2 separate regions of the Mus musculus genome follow, and region 2 is linked to region 1. Evidence: chromatin contacts called from public HiChIP or PLAC-seq data. All regions are on one chromosome and are shown on one strand. The core of a region is the stretch at or near the end of the contact, and the rest is flanking DNA. Distances in the headings are between cores, read along the strand shown.

Evidence for each region. HiChIP or PLAC-seq counts read pairs in DNA pulled down with a chosen protein or histone mark.
Region 2: a contact with region 1 is called in an H3K27ac HiChIP or PLAC-seq map of heart atrium, with 6 times the contacts expected there. The contact joins two enhancer-like sites. A contact is called at or near these places in 2 of 484 Hi-C or Micro-C datasets (cortical neurons and embryonic fibroblasts) and 3 of 115 datasets of contacts at active chromatin or transcription factors (embryonic midbrain, forebrain and heart atrium).

The regions. Positions count from the first base shown.
Region 1 is chr16:42,317,499-42,324,357 of GRCm38.p6, reverse strand. All of the region lies in intron 1 of Gap43 (growth associated protein 43), which reads left to right. Among named protein-coding and RNA genes, the nearest start is that of Mir6540, 17 kb to the right of the region's middle. Within about 2 kb of position 4,322, at least 10 of the 459 cell types and tissues checked have an H3K27ac peak or open chromatin away from gene starts, as enhancers often do. A contact at or near this core is called in heart atrium, where this site is marked.
Region 2 is chr16:42,675,029-42,681,887 of GRCm38.p6, reverse strand. No RefSeq gene overlaps it. Among named protein-coding and RNA genes, the nearest start is that of Gm29960, 26 kb to the right of the region's middle. Within about 2 kb of position 4,392, at least 48 of the 459 cell types and tissues checked have an H3K27ac peak or open chromatin away from gene starts, as enhancers often do. A contact at or near this core is called in heart atrium, where this site is marked.

The DNA.
Region 1 (6,859 bases), core at 3,073-5,572:
CAAAATGTTTTCATTCTTTAGACTATACAGGGCATTGAACGATGTAAGCACATACTAGGGTAGTTACTAATGCTGTACTACATCTTTTAAAGATAAATCATCATCCTCATTATTTGTATAGCTAGTGATAATTACTGCTGTTCATTAATAGAACACAAACGTGCTTGTGGATTAGTAGTTATTTGAAATTACATTTTAGCCAAGCATACTTTTGACTTACAAGAAATATTGATCAAACCCCAAACACATAAGTAGGCTGCTTTGGACAAAGCAAAGTTTGGTGGTCCAGTAATATATTTAACCAACTCCATCCTGAAGCCCTTTGATGAAGCCAGGAGAATGAGGGTTTGGAAGACTGATGTATGAGCAATCTCCCATAGAGCTTCCATATTGAGATGTTCAGTGCTCAAGGTCCTTCATCTTAGGCCAAACTAGATTTGTTTCCTGTATCAGTCTTAATCCTTTAAAGGAGATAGAATAAGATCATGTGACAGATCTTCGGATGCCCATAACTTTGCAGTTGTAAAACTTATATCAGACTTTACGTGGCCCAATAATGAACATGGTTCCTTTACAAATGGTGGCCACAAACTATTTTGTTGCTTTTTGTCTTTTGGCTATTATTTCTATTATATATTATAATAGAATAATATTATATATATTATATACACATACATACACACACACACACACATATATATGACTTTATTTTCTGAAGTTAATATTTTCCTCAAATGTCATAAAATATATTTTATTTGTTTACCATGAATTTACTAATTTGTCCAACCAGCTTTGGAGGTTTGGGGAGTGAATTTTGTAAGCAAAATGACATTAGTAGGTGTAAAGATTTAAAGAGTACAATCCCAAAAGTCTTTAATGATTAAATGAATTAACACACACACACACATACATACACACACACACACACACACACACACACACACACACACACACACACAACCCTATACCGTAAAACCTAACTGTCATGTAACACACTTAATTTTAGCTATTGCTTATTCTTGTTGATGTTACTACTGATCTATGATCAAAGAGTCACATATCTGCATATCTTTTTGTAGAGTTTCTCAGACAGCTAATTTCTGTATTAAGGATTGTGTATACCTGTATATGTACATATACATGTTACATGGAGTTCAGTGGACACATAATTGCTTCCAAAGGAAAGAGATACCAATGCTGCCTAGTTAAATTCTGTACATTCTTGGCTCTCAACACTCCTTAGGAGTCAATGTATTAACTGTTGGAGTCTGGAAGTCAGAGGCATAATTATCATATCATACAGGTGTGGCCAACATGAAGAAAGACAGAGGCTGCCTTGCTTAGCTCAGAGAGGGTGTCTACTCCTTGAGAGCAGGACATGGGCAGGACTAGATTACCCACTTGGAGCCTTCAGTCAGTTATACAGAGAGGCAATGCCAACTACAATTTATCCTCGGTGATTATGTCATGCAAGTCCTGTGGCTGTGCTCCTGATGGACCCACGTCCTATCCAGCTGATTTCCTTGATTATGTTCCCCCAAACCACTTTTCCTCCATCCCTGCATATTTTGAATCCATTCCTCTGGCCTTCCCATCAATGGCATGAACTCAAGTCCTATCCTAACACAAGCCAGGTTCTGTTGTCTGCCCAAGAATCTCATGGATGCAACACGGTCCAGATCAGACCTGAAGTAACAGTCATTTTTATTAATTAACTAATTAATTAATTAAGTAGTTAATTTTGATAGGGTTGGGGTTTGGGTTCTGAATATTCCCTCTATTTGAAAGGTTTGTTCACAAAATATACTTGTAATTGGTTCCCTTAAGTCCTTGAACATCTCAGCTGTTACATCTCATCAAAGAAGCTTCCCACCACGTTAGATGAAATAGCACACAACACACAACCATCATCTGTTCCCTTTCATACACTTTCATCTTCAACTCCAGCAATGGTTTCTACTCTAGACAGTGATCTATATTCTTCTCCCCCATTTAAGAACTGTGTGAACTGCGTGCAGCTTCTGTGACTCCGGGAGTGACATATATAGGCTCGAACCTACTATACTGCCTGCCATATTTGAGATATTTAAGAAATGTACATCTACTGCCGAAATGCATGCATTTAGATTCTGCTGAGATGTAAGAAGCAGCTAAGAAACGCAACTGCTAGAGAATCTACTTCACCTCTCCCCCTGCCATTCCTAACTTCTGTCCCTTCAGCATGACCAACAGCATCTCAGATGTTTCTTTCAGTCTAACTGTCAGTGGAAGATGTATGGTAGACTGAATTTCCAAAGAGGATTGAAAAAAAAAAATCGGTTCTGCCTACCACTATAAAATGCTTATTTATTTCTTCTTTTACATCTTAATTGTTTAAATATTTGGGGAGGATTTTCCTGCTGTGATAAATTTATACTCATTAAATTGTCAAATGTGACTGTATTATTTATTTATTTATTGCAGGCACTGCTGGGGAGCTGCTTGCTTTTGCCACTGGCATCATATGGCTTTGACTGATTATTGCATTTTCCCGATAGTCTCTGGGCAGGACTATCAGGGTGATAAATGATAAAGGTAGGAGGAGGTCAGACTCTGGATGAGGAAGGTTAACAAACCTGGACCAGTAAGTCTGGCACCATGAGACATCCTTAGCACTAAGATAAAGCATCTGCCCATGTCTTGTTTGCATTCTGGCTTAATCTTCAGAGTTAACATGGCAACACACTCTCAGGATAAACCAAGCCAGATCTTCTAGAAAGGATTTATGTTTCAAAGCATAAAGAAAAATCCTTGTGGTTACTGGCTGCATTATGTATGATTCTAGCTAGTCTTTATGGTTGCTGCTAGAACTTTACAACTTCTTAACATCTGTGACTTATGAATGGGGATAATTTTTTAAAGTGATCCATGTAGGACATTTTAAAGCACTTGGAGTGATGTGGAAGACCTGAAGGATAAAGTGTAGGACTGGAACAATGGCAGGTACAGTTCCTGTGGCTGCAAGAAGCTCACATTACTTGCTACCCTGACCTGCTCAGAGCCCCACCTCTACCAAACCTTTCATTTGAAATGGAAGTCAGGTGGTGGCTCTGCTAATGTGGGGTGTGTTCAGCATGTCTTAGTCCAGCTCACAGCGCCTAATGTGGCAGGAAGAGTACAGAATCTATTCAATCTTTTATGTTTGCCCAGAGACAGAAATAACTTTAAAGTATATGTATGGTTAGCCCCAATATATCCCAATGTATTAATAGCTCCATCGATCTCTAAGTAAGAAAAGATTTTAAAAGCTATGCTATCTGTGAATCATTCATTTATTCATCAGGAAATATTTATTAAGTACCTAGTATAAAGATTGTTGACTAAAGCCATTCTATCCAAACAGAAAAAGAGATCGGAACAGTGTCTGACAGCACATGCTACTACTACAGTCAACTGCTGCTGCTGCTGTTGCTGCTGCTGTTGTAGCTGTAGTGGCAGTAGTTTTGCTGTTTGAGATAGGGTTTGCTGTGCAGTGCAGGCTAGCTGTATAACCCAGGTAAGCATCAAACATACAAATTCTGTTGTCTCTACCTCTCCAATGCTGGGGTTACAAACTCTTGTCTTTATTTCTCAAATTTCATTATCCCTGGATGCTCTCTGAGCTATGGAAGAGATGGAATTAATACAAAGTCATATGTTTATAATATATGTGGTATGATTAATAATATTAATATATATGATTAATATAGAAATAATATATGTAATATATATGCCACAAGTAACATCTCAAAGCCTCTCCATGTATCTCAGAATGCTTACCCCTGGTTGGTATTTTTAAAAAGCCTCAATAGCTTCCTTTAGCTTTATTTGTATAGAAATAACCAAGCTTTAACGTAAGGCTGAAGTGTTAAGATGAAATTCTCCACGTGGACAACGCTTACAAATATCCCAAGGAAGATATTTCTTGAAGCTCCTCAGCATTGACCTCAGAAAGACTGAAGGTGTTATAAAATCTCACAAAATAGAAAATATGATGCACACAAAATTGAAAACTCTGGAATTTAGAGACTTAAGAGATTCATACTCTTAGGTGTACTGTAATAGTTAATTTTCATTAATCAGAAGTTTGGTTTAATAATGATTGATAAAAAAGAAATATTAATTTTTAAACTTTTAAATACACCACCAAAAAAGCTCATTGGCTTATACCTTCTCATAGGATTTATTCTTAAATCATGACCTAAGAGTCCCCTGTTATTCTATCACTGCCAGGAAGCAGAGACTTGGTGCCAAGGCTAAGTCAGCCTTGGATAAACAGATTGTCTGGCCTCAGCCACCAATCTGTCCATTGTTTGTGACCTATAAAGATTTTTCCTGCAGGCAGCTCTGCTTGTGTCAACTGTGTGTGCATAGTGGAAACTTCCCAAGCTGTCACTTCCTAGGTTTGTTGTGCTTATCCAACTAGTTACTACAGTTCTCTGTCCCTCCTCTTCCCTCATTCTCCTTCTCATATTCCTTCATGTTTTTCTTAGGCTTCAGTAAGGCTTAATGAAGGTGTACAATTTGCTCAGAGGTTTGAATCTAAAGACCTCAAGATTATAACACTTAAGCTTCAAAATGCATCCGTTGTGTAGGAAGGTCCACGGTGGTCGTTACAGGTGGCCAAAGAAAAAGGAAGCCTTCCAGTATTCTATACTAAACATAACCTTCAGAAATTTCTGCAGAGCTCAAGTTAGCAGGCAGCCATGTCGTACAGAAAATAACATAGCTAGGATTAATCCCTAATAGGAGAAGCTTCTCAGTTGAGACTCATTTGCAAGTTGTCACCATATGGTGATACATCAGAAACCGTCTTACCCTGTTTTACACATAAACAACCAGCTTGTGTTCTCTAAACCACTATCATGAATCAGAGTCTATTAGGTGCCTTGGAGTGTATTTTGATGGGGCAGTGGGTTAAAAATCTCCATTACCATGGGTGGAAAATGCTGCCCTATGAATGACCATGATGCATCTTAAACCTCACATGTTGATATTGTTTTGTGATGATCAAGTACTGTTTATGAGCCAGAAAGGAAATCTGCAAACACTACATCTGCCAGCTCTGTGATCATGGACACCCCAGTCTCCAGAACTCAGACACAAAATTCTGTTGTTCATAAGCTATTTAGTTTCTGTTATTTTTGTTAGATCAGCATAGACTTAGAGAGGAGCAGGGATGATATTTAGTAATGTGTACAAACTGAGAGGGACAATTGAGAAAATAGCAAAACAAGGTTGTTTATTAAAGCAGAACTTTATAACATTATTTTCCACTCATGATCCTTTTCATCTAGGAAATTTTTACATGACCCCAGTATATGGGTATGTAAAATGAGTATACAAATAAAGCCTTTACTGATAACAAACTACAAATACATTTAAATATTCTTATGAATATTACTTTATCACTTATTAAGGACAAAGCAAATTTTTCTATTAATAAGATGACTCTTTATGCTCATTTATTTTTTATAAATAGTTGAATCTAGGGTAATTACTCAACACTGTAGGACACAAAGTATGATCAGAGCTATTCAGAGATGGTCAATATTTTGATGATTTTCAGTGAGATCGATTTCAGAATTGCCAGTGTTGAAAATGCTACTTCACAGCTATATAACACAGGAGAAAGGTGGCACAGCTCATTTCAGGGATTGTTTGAAATTCTGCCTCAATTCCAAGCCCAAACTCATTAAATCACTTTTTTTCTTTTCTTTCCATTTTTTATTAGGTATTTAGCTCATTTACATTTCCAATGCTATACCAAAAGTCCCCCATACCCACCCACCCCCACTCCCCTACCGGCCCACTCCCCCTTTTTGGCCCTGGCGTTCCCCTGTTCTGGGGCATATAAAGTTTTTTTGTCCAATGGGCCTCTCTTTCCAGTGATGGCCGACTAGGCCATCTTTTGATACATATGCAGCTAGAGACAAGAGCTCCGGGGTACTGGTTAGTTCATAATGTTGATCCACCTATAGGGTTGCAGATCCCTTTAGCTCCTTGGGTACTTTCTCTAGCTCCTCCATTGGGAGCCCTGTGATCCATCCATTAGCTGACTGTGGGCATCCACTTCTGTGTTTGCTAAGCCCCGGCATAGTCTCACAAGAGACAGCTACATCTGGGTCCTTTCAATAAGATCTTGCTAGTGTATGCAATGGTGTCAGCGTTTGGATGCTGATTATGGGGTGGATCCCTGGATAAGGCAGTCTCTACATGGTCCATCCTTTCATCTCAGCTCCAAACTTTGTCTCTGTAACTCCTTCCAAGGGTGTTTTGTTCCCACTTCTAAGGAGGGGCATAGTGTCCACACTTCAGTCTTCATTTTTCTTGAGTTTCATGTGTTTAGGAAATTGTATCTTATATCTTGGGTATCCTAGGATTTGGGCTAATATCCACTTATCAGTGAGTACATATTGTGTGAGTTCCTTTGTGAATGTGTTACCTCACTCAGGATGATGCCCTCCAGGTCCATCCATTTGGCTAGGAATTTCATAAATTCATTCTTTTTAATAGCTGAGCAGTACTCCATTGTGTAGATGTAACACATTTTCTGTATCCATTCCTCTGTTGAGGGGCATCTGGGTTCTTTCCAGCTTCTGGCTATTATAAATAAGGCTGCTATGAACATAGTGGAGCATGTGTCCTTCTTACCAGTTGGGGCATCTTCTGGATATATGCCCAGGAGAGGTATTGCTGGATCCTCCGGTAGTACTATGTCCAATTTTCTGAGGAACCGCCAGACGGATTTCCAGAGTGGTTGTACAAGCCTGCAATCCCACCAACAATGGAGGAGTGTTCCTCTCTCTCCACATCCTCGCCAGCATCTGCTGTCACCTGA
Region 2 (6,859 bases), core at 3,143-5,642, 360 kb before region 1:
TCACACAGTTGCATGGACATGTGGGCATACCCAGATGAACACAAGCATATCACATACATACACACACACACACACACACACACACACACACACACACACACACACACACTCACACACACACACACTCACCTATGCACATGCATAGGACATGTGGACATACCCAGATGAACACAAGCATATCACATACATACACACACATACACACACACACACACACACACACACACACACACACACACACACACACACACACATGCACATGCATACACACATGTAATAGCTTCCATGAGATTTATTAATTATTCCTATACTGTAAATCCACTCTTTAGACCACAATTCAGTGGTCATTTATGTGTTTACAGAGTTCTGGAATGCTCATCACAGCCCAATTTCAGAATAGTTTATTTGTCAGAGATACTGTATACGCATCAGTAGCCATCATTCACCCTGTCTCCTTGGCCCCTAGCAACTGCTGGCTCTCACGTTTCCATGTAGACTTGCCTTTTGGACCTTTTAGGTAAACAGTAACTAGGAATATGTGGTTATGTAAGACCAGCTTCTTTCAATCAGAGTATTTCTAAATTTCATTCGTGTCATAGCATGTTTTCATGCTGTGTTCCTCTTTATAGCTAAATAATATTGTATGCTGTATTTTCTTAATCTATTTTTTTTTTAGTTACTGGTCATTTAGGTTTCTCCTCCTCCTTGGTTATTATGAGAAATGCTGTTACATGTATTAGTATTCCAGTGTTATTCTCTTGAGTTTATGCTTGTTCACAGAATGGCTGTGTCACGTGGATGGTTACTATTTTGAGGAACTATTTTCCAAGGTGGCTGCATCCTTGTACATTCCCACCAGTAGCATGTGAACATTCCTGTTTCTCCCTCCACTTGACAACACTCGCTGTCCTCTGTATTTTCCATCTTGATCACTCTTGTGGATGTGCATTGTTCTTTGCTATGATTTTTGACTTGTATTTTCCTGGTAATCATTCCTCTCCAGTTGCCTAAGTGCTTGTTGGTCATTTGTTTATCATTACATGGTCAAATCTAGTGGTTAAATTAATCTTCTGCGGTTAGGCCAAAGACCTCTGACTATGTGGCTTCAGCCACATTGATGGATTTTCTTGCATTTCTGGTATCTGGAAGTCTGAGGCAAGTATTGAAAGTCTGGCTTCTCCTGCACCTCCCTCTTTTGTTTGTAGACAATCACCTTTGCTCTGTGTCCTCATGGGGCTTGTCCTCTGTGCATACATTCTGAAACTTCTTATAAAAACACTAGTTGTATTAGGCTAGGACCTCCCTTTGATCTCATTTAAACGTATTTATATCTTTTATCCGTTATTAATGATAGGCATGTTGGAGATTAAGACTTTGGTATATACATCTGGGAGCTTTATAATTAAGTCCATAATAATAAGTTATATAAAACTTGGGTTGATATAATATAATTATAGACTTGTAGGCAAACTTTATTCTGTAAAAAGTCTCCAATTAATATGTGGATTTGTAAGCAATTTCTGGTTATTTTTCCTTTAAAGAAGAAAAAAAATTTAATGTAAATAAAGTCCAAATATTATTTTCCTTTCATCATATATTCCTTAGATGTCATATTTTAGGGCTCGTTGTTTAATTAAGACCAAAGATTTACTCCTATACTGTGTTCTATGGATAATTTTGGATTTTATGTTAAATCTTTTGTTTTGTTTTGAGTTGACTTTTACATATGGATTGAGGTAGAGTTATATAGCTTTTTCCTCTGGTATGGAGAATTCCATTTATTCTAATACCACTCATCGAGGACTACTGTTTACTTAACAAATTATCTTAATGCCTGCAGAAGATCATCTGGTCATAAATATGGTTTTATTTTTGGAATATGAGTTCTATCTCACTTACTGATATTTATTTGTGACTTCATTTTAATAGTACCATCTTTATTATTATAGCATCATTGTAAGTTTTACAGTTGGGAAGTGTGTATCCTCCAATATTGTTAATATTTAAAACTGTTTGTTTTTCCAAATGAATGTTAAGGATCATTTTTGTCCCTTTCTACATAAAATCAAAATAAACTTTACTAAGTATTATGTTGAATCTATCTATCTATCTATCTATCTATCTATCTATCTATCTATCTATCTATCATCTTTCTATGCATTATCTATCACACCTATCATCTATTATTTATCTATGTATTATCTACCACAATTATCTATCATCATCTATCATATAACCATATATTATGTAGATTTTAAGTCCTTTCAATGATTTTGTACAGTTTTCACTGAATGTGCCTTATATTTTTCAAAATATTCTTACGTATTCCATTTTTGATGCTACCATATAGGATAGTTCTTAAAATTTGATTGCCAGGATGTAACATTCAAAAACATTTATTTATTGGTTCTAACAGTTCGTTGTTTTAAATGGCTTCCTTGGGGTTTTCTATATGTGAGATAATTTCACTTGATTACATAGATTTACATCTTTCTTTTCAATCTAGAGGATTATTGTTTTTTTCTTGTTTAGTTTCCCTGGCTAAAACATCTAATTCAATGCTGACCAGAAAGCATAAGACAAGTGTGCAGCCTTATTCATGAAAGTATATAGGCTTGCCTTATTTGTGAAGGTATAGAAAGTCTTTCAGCATGATGTAGAGCTGAGCATATTTCATAGATGTCCTTTCTCAGAGTGAGCATTTTTTTCTTCTATGCCAGTTCTATAAACATCATAAAAGGATGTAGAATTTTTTCATATACATATTCTCTGTTTGTTGAGATGATCATATGTTTTAAACTTTTTATTCCATTAATATGTCCTGTTGTAGCTGCATATGCATCAAAAGATGGCCTAGTCGGCCATCACTGGAAAGAGAGGCCCATTGGACACGCAAACTTTATATGCCCCAGTACAGGGGAACGCCAGGGCCATAAAAGGGGAGTGGGTGGGTAGGGGAGAGGGGGTGGGTGGCTATGGGGGAATTTTGGTATAGCATTGCAAATGTAAATGAGCGAAATACCTAATAAAAAATGGAAAAAAAATCAAAAAAAAATATGTCCTGTTGAGTGATTTTCATGTTGGAACAACCTTTAAGTTTTGTGGTATATAATCATACTTTTATATTTTGTTGGGATCGGTTTACTAGTGTTCAAAAGAATGACATTTGCATCTGGGTTTATGAGATATTGGTCTGTACTTTTGACATTCTTATTTGTTTTTAGTTCTGGAATAATATTGTTTCATAGACTTCAAATATTTTATCAGGAGAATGATGCTAAAGACTGACTTGGTCAACAGCAAGGGTGCTTTTTGTTTGTTTGTTTTTTGTTTGTTTGTTTGTTTTTGTTTTGTTTCTGCATTTCATACCAAAGAGTGATGCACAAATTAGAAGGGGACGAAACATGCAACCTGGAAAATGGGTATGTAGGTAATGGAAGGGACCAAGTTGGAAAAGATGAGGGTCAGAAGTGAGGTGTAGGAACAAACATTGAAGAAACATGTTAAATACAGCATGTTTTAAGATATTTGTGTTAAGTACTATTTGTATCTCCTATAACTTATCTCTTAATGGCATTTGCAGCATAGCTAGCTACAAAAGCCTTTGGCTTCTTTCAGTTTCATATTTGCTGGCACTGCTGCTTGCTCTACATCCTTAGCATCAGCCAAACTATTCTCTTTGCTGGTTTTACAGGTGAGACTAAATTTTAGAGAAGGGACTCTGTTTAAAAACCCAGGTGAAAAACAGAAGAAACAAGGAAAGAAAGACTACAAATGCATACATAATACTGCCTCACGATATTCCAGATAAGCACAGGATATGTTTCTGAACCCTAGTTAGTCATTGGGTAAGAAAACTTGGCTTGAATCTGTGTCCTATAACGGCCAAAACAGAAACTACTATTTTTCCTTCTCTCTGTGCCTCTGTACTATGTTCCATGTTCATATCAAAACAGACTATCTGTAAAAATCAACAAGTCTTACAAGTACTTTATAAGTCATCTGTGGTAGAAATGATTTCATGTTTATTAGGAGTTCCTCCTTAGGAAATTAAATAGCATAGAAGAACAAAGTTACTTTTCACTTCCTCAGACTATGAAGGCATGGAGGAAGTCTGCATTCTCCATGTTCAGCCTCAAACATTTAGCATCTTGGGTGAGACATTGGCTCTTCCTTTTTCTCCCGAAGAGCACAAATGAGGATTTAGTCTTCTCTAGTTTCCCCACTTTTCAACCATAGATTCAAGTGGGAATGAGGAGTTATAGGATACTCTGCAGGGCAAACAGGTCCATACACATAAAGCCTTTCAAGCCATGCTATACACAGTATCTGCTGTATTAATGTTTGCTGTGGTTATATTATCCCTTCCCAGTTACACATAACCTTCACAGCTCGCTATTGTTTGCGTCCATCTGGAGTTACTCATTTCCTGCCTGACTTCAGTCACATCTGCTGCAGGCCTTTAACATTTGTGAATTTGACATTTGTGAGCTCAAGCATTCTAAATCCACCCAAATAGTCATGACTCACTGAGATTTGAAATTTTCTTCAAGCAAAATTTGTCTCAACTTAATCTGGAAGGACCGAGCCTGCAGAACTTAGTCAGTGAGTGGATGTTTTGCCACATCCACTTTTCCTGTGCCGTTGTTGAATCTTGTTCTATGCGGTGGTGATCTGAAGGCAACCCAGACAGGGAAGACTATTGCAGTATACGTTTGGCTGTTGATTCATACCCTCGCTGCACTTCAGAATGTATGATGTGCCTTTGTATTGTGACCGAATGTCATTTCAGCTTTCACAACAACCACTCCAAAAGACAGGCCACTGCACACACACAATTCTGAATACAATTGTGAATAATTTAGATGAGAAGAAAACTGGGGAGTGTAGTTAGAATCTGATTGTCTGGGGAGGTGGGGAAATCTCGTAAAAATAATGCAAAGGCTTGGACTGAAGGAGGAACAACAGGATGTATGAGTAAGCTTTGCTGATGTAAAGGGAAGTGTGACGCTCAGAGATATGGAGTAAAGAGAAGACAAATAAATGTTCCTGGCTCAGATCTTGAGAACAGCTTTAGAGTCACTGGAGCTGTCCAGCAATGGCAAAGTTTAAGTGTGGGGGACACTGAAAATATTTAAGCAATGGCTAGAGAGTTCTTGGCCAAGAATTCATGGCCACCTGGCCTTGCTCCTGGAGCACCATCTACTTGTACAGACGAAGAACATTAGCTCTACACAAAGACTCCAAATCTCTCTCTGTCAGAGAGGAAGTGCTGTACCTAGGATTAGCTCTTCCTGTTTCCTGTATCTTTCTATGTCATTTCCGATTTTCTAAGGGGCTTTGGATGGAGGTTTCATTTGATTGGCATTTACTCTTGGCTTTATCCCAGGATATGACTTTCAGCAGTCTCCTGGAAATGGTTGACCTACCTAGTCTTTGGTTCGGTTCCTAACATCTCTGTAGTTTGGAACTGTTCACCAAGGAGAAAAAGAAAGGTACACACCATTGTAAATGTAATGACCAAATGAAGGAATATGATTTCTGTCATTTTTAGGGACCTATTCTTTTATCTTTTAAGTGAGGGACCAAATGTGAAAAGATATTGGGCTGGATTGTCTTTATGGGCAGGCTTATATCATTGTAAGATGTGTATTTGTACGTATTTGGAAAACCAGACTTTTGATAAGGGTTAGAAAGATAATATGATCACAGAAAGTACAAAGAGATGAAGGGAAACGTTGTCTCCCACCACAGACTATAAATAGAGTTCCTGGAAGCATTCTTCCCTGCCTCTACCTCTCCTGTGGCAAGACGATCAAATGTGACCATGACCTTACAGCTGCCCTTGTGAGTCTTGCTACTGCTGCTGTTGCCTTCTTCTTTGCCTTGGCAAGCTAAACTGGAAGAAGAAAGAACAGAGTTCTCAGATAGATATGACCACAGATATCACCTGTCAAGTGTCCAGTCACCCTAGTAGAAATTGTTGCTTGACCACAGCAGTATAATTATGGCATCTTTATCCTTGGTAGCTAGAAGCATCTTTAAAGAATTGGCTAAATATTTCCCTTACTTACTGGCTTCTTTGCCATGAAGTCAACAATTTTAAATTGTTTTTTTAAAAATTAGGCTAATCTCAATAGGTTATTTTGTTGTTATTTGTTGTTGTTGTTGTTAAGCATGCTTCCAAGGACTAGCAAGATATAGTTGAGGTCTCATGAGAGAAGAGGTTGCAGAATCGATGGATGGGAGAGATTTTGTTGTTGTACTAAAACAAGGAATGAGATTCTTGCATATGGAGTTCCACTAGACGTGCTGAATGGGCAGTCTTAAGACACTGAGAGACAACCAGAACTTCTGGTCCACAAAGCTTGTATTCTAACTGTCTTCACTGGGAATCTTTGTCTCTCCTCCTGCCTCTGTTTTGAGAATCTATCAACATCTACTTCTTGTTTTTCTTTCTCCTCCCGCTCTATGTAGTCACCACATGCATGCTCTTACTTTCTTTCTTTTATCTTTTGCCATTGAGTTGCATGCCTTACCCTCTGTCTCAGTCTTCTCAGAGCGTTCGCTGTCCTTCCTAGCTGTTTATTCACAGTGCTGGGATTCTTTCCCATACACCTGTGCCCACACACTTCCTGCTTAACTTGGCATCCACTGCATCATTATTGGTCCTCCTTTGCTGGTGGTGACTCAGTGTGGCTTGTTCTGAAATGCTGTGTTGGTGTCTGCTTGGACCTGTGTCATCTGAAACTGACATGTAAATAAAGCATCATCAAAAGTTGTCCCTGTGGAGAAGGAAATGCACAAAATAGTCTGGAGGAAGAGACTCATGTCACCTGATGCTAAACTCAGGCCTGAT